Linked DNA regions of Ovis aries: region 2 is linked to region 1. Evidence: chromatin contacts called from public Hi-C data. All regions are on one chromosome and are shown on one strand. The core of a region is the stretch at or near the end of the contact, and the rest is flanking DNA. Distances in the headings are between cores, read along the strand shown.

The links. A called contact is a pair of places that touch in the nucleus more often than the background predicts.
Region 2: a Hi-C map of mixed tissues shows a contact between it and region 1, with 2.1 times the contacts expected there. The contact joins the enhancer-like site here to the promoter of LOC101121719 in region 1. A contact is called at or near these places in 4 of 16 Hi-C or Micro-C datasets (liver, mixed tissues and tail adipose tissue).

The regions. Positions count from the first base shown.
Region 1 is chr20:20,644,714-20,647,761 of ARS-UI_Ramb_v3.0, forward strand. LOC101121719 (putative adhesion G protein-coupled receptor F2P) reads left to right here and starts at 1,480. Exons shown (of 9, transcript XM_060403684.1): 1 at 1,480-3,048.
Region 2 is chr20:20,710,070-20,713,117 of ARS-UI_Ramb_v3.0, forward strand. LOC101121979 (adhesion G protein-coupled receptor F4) reads left to right here. Exons shown (of 11, transcript XM_060403687.1): 10 at 186-242. The coding sequence ends at 233. Among named protein-coding and RNA genes, the nearest start is that of OPN5, 39 kb to the right of the region's middle. Within about 2 kb of position 1,447, at least 6 of the 54 cell types and tissues checked have an H3K27ac peak or open chromatin away from gene starts, as enhancers often do.

The DNA.
Region 1 (3,048 bases), core at 230-2,729:
CTTCAGTTTCTCCTGTTGCCACAACTTTGCCATCACTACAAACTGGAGGTGCCCTTCCAGGCCTGCAGGCTGCATCAAGTGACCCTGGACCAGTCTTCATCAACCCATCCTTGCTTTGGTCTTATGCATTTTCCACGTTTATGTTTCTCTTATTGATTGATTGATTAAGGGTGCTGGGTCTTCGTTGCTGTGCTTAGTTGCTTTCTCTAGTTGCGGCGAGCAGGTGGCTACTCCCTAACCGCGGTGCACAGGCTTCTCATTGCAGTGGCTTCTCTTGTCGTGGAGCACAGCTCTAGGGCACTCGGGCTCAGTAGCTGTGGCACACAGCATTAGTTGCTCCAAGGTATGTGGGAGCTAGTTCCCCAACTAGGAATCGAACCTGTATCCCCTGTATTGGCAAGTGGATTCTTAGCCACTGGACAACCAGGGAAGTCTCACATCTATGTTTCTTTTTTTTCCCCAACAAGACGGTGAGCTCTGAGAGGTCAGCAGTGAAATTTACATAATTTACATATATCCACTAATATAGGGGATGCTCGGGTGTATGGTACATATACAATGAAAATACTGAATTTTCCCATCTGCTGGTGGAACTTGAGTGGGTTTTGGCCCCAAAGGGGATTCTCAGACTTCTTTCCCTAGAAGATCCAGAGCAAAAGAAGATCCAGGAAGCAAAATTAGGATGAGGGATCTCTGGGATTAAAAATGAGTGCCTCTTTCTGTGTTACAAGAACCCTTTAATACAGATTTTGAAAAATGCCACATCTTAGATAAATGTGAGTGTGGTTTTTGAACATGGACTTGGGAGAGCTAGAAAGTCCATAAATGCTAAAAAAAATTGAAAAAGATTTGTGAGGGTTTCAAAGTTAGAAATATGTGTAACTACCTATGTCATCTTCCAAGAGCCTTGGTCCTTGTATCTATTAGTAGAGGCTGTTATGCTGAAGTAACAAATAGCCCACAAATTTCAGCAACTAGAAATAATCGTCAACTTTTACTCATGCCCATCACAGGTCAGCAGGCCCCATACTTGTTACTCAGGATGGAGTGGCTACCATTTTAAATTGCTGGTCCCCATGGCAGAACAACTTGTATGACCCCATCCAACTACAAGGAGGTTGGGAATGGCAGTGCCACCTTGTGCCTGAACTAGGGACATCCAGAGACAATTAGTGAACTGTACAACCATAATCTTTGTGACCAGAAAGCCAACCCAAGACAGAGTTCCAAGCACAGACATTTGTGTTTCCTGTATCCCATTTTCAGGCTTAGGCAGATGCATGAGGATGTTAGTAGCTGTGGCCTAATACTACAAATCTTGTGCCATCTCTATAGTCCCGGATCATTTGCCAGAAAGAGAAGCCTTGGCCTTTTGTGAGAGTCTGCGTGTGTTCACCTAGTGTGTGACTCATCCATTTTCCTCCACACTGCCCCTCCCACGGCAAGGGCTACTCCCAAGCAGGACTTGCCTGTCGGGCTGCAGGGCATATGGGGCTGGCTGCCTGTCAGGCAGAGCCCAGCCTGACTGTCTCAGCCAGGGGAGCCACCATTCAGGGCTAAATTGACTGCTCAGAGATACAGGAGCCCAGCTTGCTGGTTTGCTGTGAGATATGGCAAAGGGAAGTCTTTGACACCTGCGTCTCCAGCTGCCGGGAGTAGGTCGAATTTGCCAGTGACAAATTCGCCCGTGTCGTTGGCTAGCCACAGTGAGTAGCCCCATGACCTTCTCAGTCCAAGACCTTCCTTTGGAGAATTTCAGAGATGAGCAACCAATGAGGCTGTGTAGTGTGGACTTTCATTATTAATGTATACAGGGAGTTAGTCTTAAAAAGGAATTTGGTAACCTAGGGGCACTTGGCATAATTCAATAAGAGCACTAATCTGGTAGGAAAATATTTTTGTTTTAATTTATTACTCTCCACTTCTCTGATCCCATGCAAATAGAGTCCAGGAAACTAGAAACTTTAAAGGAAGTTTTCTTTGATGACTTGACAGTGATTAAGTACAGATACAGAAGCTAATTAACTTTTTTAAAATCACGATTTTCCCTCATCACACTTTGTAATGTTTTGTCTATAATTTTGGCTTATTATCAAGTCATCACCAGCCTTAAAGTCTCCTTGAATACAGAGGAATCCTTTTACACCCTTACACAGAAAAATCCTGCACTTCTAAGGACTAACTTATGGCATTAAGAATTCCTGATCCTAAACACTGTTTTCCTGAAATCAGACTTTCTCAGAAGGAATACAAAGTTTGGGTAGAATTCTCTTGCCTTGTGTTCTTTGCATGGCGGGTCGAGGAGAGGTGGTAGACACCCAAACATCTCCATGTCCATTGATTTTCATGTTCCTCCTTAAAATATTGTTGAACTTGGTGCTTAATTTGATTCTTTCCTTTTTCTGAAGGATTCTTTGTATTTGTTGAGTGTGAATTTTGAAAGTTTAGTTCTGCTTAAAAACTTTTTTCCCTTTGAATTTTGACAAAATGAGTTTTCCCCTCTAAAGTAAACTTGCCGATTAAAGAATGAAGCTTGACTAGACCTCACGTTATTTGGGTTTATTAAATTTTCTCCTAGAAAGTTCATTCATATTTTTACAGTTTGGAAAAATCTGTTTATTTGTAGCTCACAGGAATGATTTCAGGTACATTTCTGGGCAAATCTTTAGCTTTAAAAACTGTAAAACTGGGACTTCCCTGGTGATCCAGTGGTTAAAACTTTGCATTCCAATGCAGGGGGTGAAGGTTATCCCTGGTCAGGGAACTAAGATTGCACATGTCTGAGGCCAAAAAACCAAAACACAAAACAGAAGCAATATTGTAACAAATTCAATAAAGACAAAAAAAAATAAATAAAACCTGCAAAACTTAAAAGACAGCAAAAACTATTTTCTGTCTTTAGAGATATCTTAAGGTCATACAGACCTAAACCCCTTTCCAACAGTATTTGCATGATATCGAGTTACAGCTTCATTGTCTTTTTGCAAAATAAATGATATTTTGTAAACAGAAGCCAAGGCTGTCATTCGAATATGAGGTGATCAGGGG
Region 2 (3,048 bases), core at 197-2,696, 65 kb after region 1:
CTTACAATGTGAGATTCAGTGAAATATGACAATTTAATTCAGGGTAGCTGTGTCAACTCTGGTACTTCATGTTTCCATTGTTACATGTTTATCTTCAGTCAGGCATAGACATAAACACAAGCCTATGTGCATTCCAGTCAATGCCATTCTTCATTGACATCAGTGTTATTTTTTCCTCTATTTAGAACGCATCGTTAAGCCCCACCTATGGATCTAAATTAATGAATCGTTGAGGATAAGACGTGAGTATTAAAAAATCAAGGAGAAGCTTCAGGAAGGGAACTGGGGATATTTTTCAGAGAATGGAAACGTCTTTATTGCCAAGCACATAAATGAAAATACACACATCTTTAAAACTCAGGTCAGCTCAGTTTACTTGATCACATCTTAAGAATACATCTTTTTTTTTTTTTTTTCTGTCCTCAGTGAGAGGATGCAGTCATCATCTCCATTCTGATACAGGATATATCTTGCTGTTTCAGTTCAGTTCCGTTCAGTCGCTCAGTCGTGTCCGACTCTCTGTGACCCCATGAACTGCAGCACACCAGGCCTCCCTGTCCATCACCAACTGCTGGAGTCCACCCAGACCCATGTTCATTGAGTCGGTGATGCCATACATCCATCTCATTCTCTGTTGTCCTCTTCTCCTCCTGCCCTCAATCTTTCCCAGCATCAGGGTCTTTTCAAATGAGTTAGCTCTTTGCATCAGGTGGCCAAAATATTGGAGTTTCAGCTTCAACATCAGTCCTTCCAATGAACACCCAGGACTGATCTCCTTTAGGATGGACTGGTTGGATCTCCTTGCAGTCCAAGGGACTCTCAAGAGTCTTCTCCAACACCACAGTTCAAAAGCATCAATTCTTCGGCTCTCAGCTGTCTTTATAGTTCAACTCACATCCATACGTGACTACTGGAAAACTATGTCTATGCCTTGGCTAGACATACCTTTGTTGACAAAGTAATGTCTCTGCTTTTTAATATGCTGTCTAGATTGGTCATAGCTTTCCTTCCAAGGGGTAAGCGTCTTTTAATTTCCTGGCTGCAGTCACCCTCTGCAGTGATTACACACACCTTCATTTCATTTTGCCAGTGAGTGTAGACACTTATAGTAGCCCCATTGTTGAGAAGGAAGTCTTAATTGATTGGAATCAAAGAAACAAGTACATCTCTCCCTAAAGAAGTTGGTGTTCAGAATCATTCCTAAAGGGATGAGGGTGGAGTTGCCTACTCACAGCCTGCCTACTCACAGCTACCCTCTGAGACTTATTTCTACACAGGTGAAATCAGAGGAAGACAAATATTAGTCAGTGGTGCAGAGGAGGATAAGTCTCACAGTGGCAGCCTGCAGCCTGAGAATCAAGAGCAGAATGTGGGCAGGGTGATCGAACTTGCTGTGCTTTTGCCTTGGAGAGGTGTCCTGGCTTTCTGCGTGAATACCGAGGAGTCTCAGATTTTTTTTTTTTTTTTTTTAACACCACCCAGCAGTAGGCACAACCTCTTTTACATTCCTTTCCTTTCTGAATCATGACTCATCTATTGAGCAATGGGGCAAAGGAAGGGGCTGAAACAATCTCAAGGAATGAAAGACTCTCTGAGTTGGAAGAAACTTTAAGGGCCCTCCTGGATTAGAGATTACACAAACCTGCTGTCCTGCTGCTGTGGACATTGGCACATGGTCCCCAGAAGAGGGAAGGGCTCTTTCATATACATTGACTGGCATGTACCAGGTGCTATGAAAACAGAGGGGAAAACACTGGTGTATTAACCTTAGATAATCACCTTCATGTTTGAATTTTAATTTTACAACTTTAAAGGGGAGGATTCAGTAGAATTTTGAAGAGCTAATGCCCCCAACTTCTATCCTAGCCCATAGGGATTTTCCCTGGTGGGACACTGCTTTAGAATTTCTTGATCAGTCAGTAAGGAGAGGTAGTTCAGATGACCAAGTAAAGCCGATCTTTCCATTGTTGTTGTAAGTCATTTCTGACTCTTTTGCAATCCCAAGGACTGTAGCCCACCAGGCTCCTCTGTCTATGGGATGTCCCAGGCAAGAATACGGGGATGGGTTGCCGTGTCCTTCTCCAGGGGATCTTCCTGGACCAGGGATTGAACTCACGTCTCCTGCATTAGCAGCGGATTCTTTACCACCGAGCCACCAGGGAAGCCCAATCTTTCCATCAAGGTTCTAATTTGATCTGTTTGGGAAAGCTTCTTAGACCAGCAGTACCCAATCTTTTGGGCACCAGGGGCTGGCTTAATGGAAGACATTTTTTCTATGGACCGGGGGTGGTGATGGTTTCAGGATGATTCAAGAGCTTTACATTTATTGAGTACTTTATTCTATTGTTACTACATCAGCTCCACCTCAGATCATCAGACATTAGATGTCAGAGGTTGAGGACCCCTGTATTAGACTATCTTGGGTGGAGGAGGCTGGGCCACCTGGGGAGACGATCTCTAATCATTCTAGAGAAGCGAGGTGTAGATGAAGTCTCCACTTTAGCTAGCTCAGCATATCTGGCCGACTATCAATAGTTGGGGACAACCAGTAGAAGACAAGGTCAGGGACTGCACCACTCAGTAGAATCAGAGGTGCTCAATGTTTGGCCAATATGAGGAGGAAATGGAGGAAGGAGGTGGAAACACACCAACAACTTTCCCCAAAGAAACGCTGACCACCTCATTCTTCAGCTTGCAACCTCTATTTCTGAACCTGTGAAGTGGGGAATGGATGAAGACTGCATTCTTTCAGCACATCTTTGGTGGGTGACCCTGGGCCTATTGAATTCTCCTGGTAATTGCAGTCTCCCTGCTTTTTACATCTGGACCCAGGAAGAATCGGAAGAGCTCAGAAGCAGCAGCTGGCACCAAGCTGGAGGCAAAACAGGCTCACAGGATAGGATGGGAAGTTCATGACCAGGGATCCTCCCAAGTCTAGAATGGAGGGCTGGCAGCCCTGGGAAGGTCTTTCAGTAGAAGAAAGCAGGTCCCGTGTCAGGGGGCTGAGAACAGAATTACAGCTCAAGACACAGGCAATTGGGGAGCACA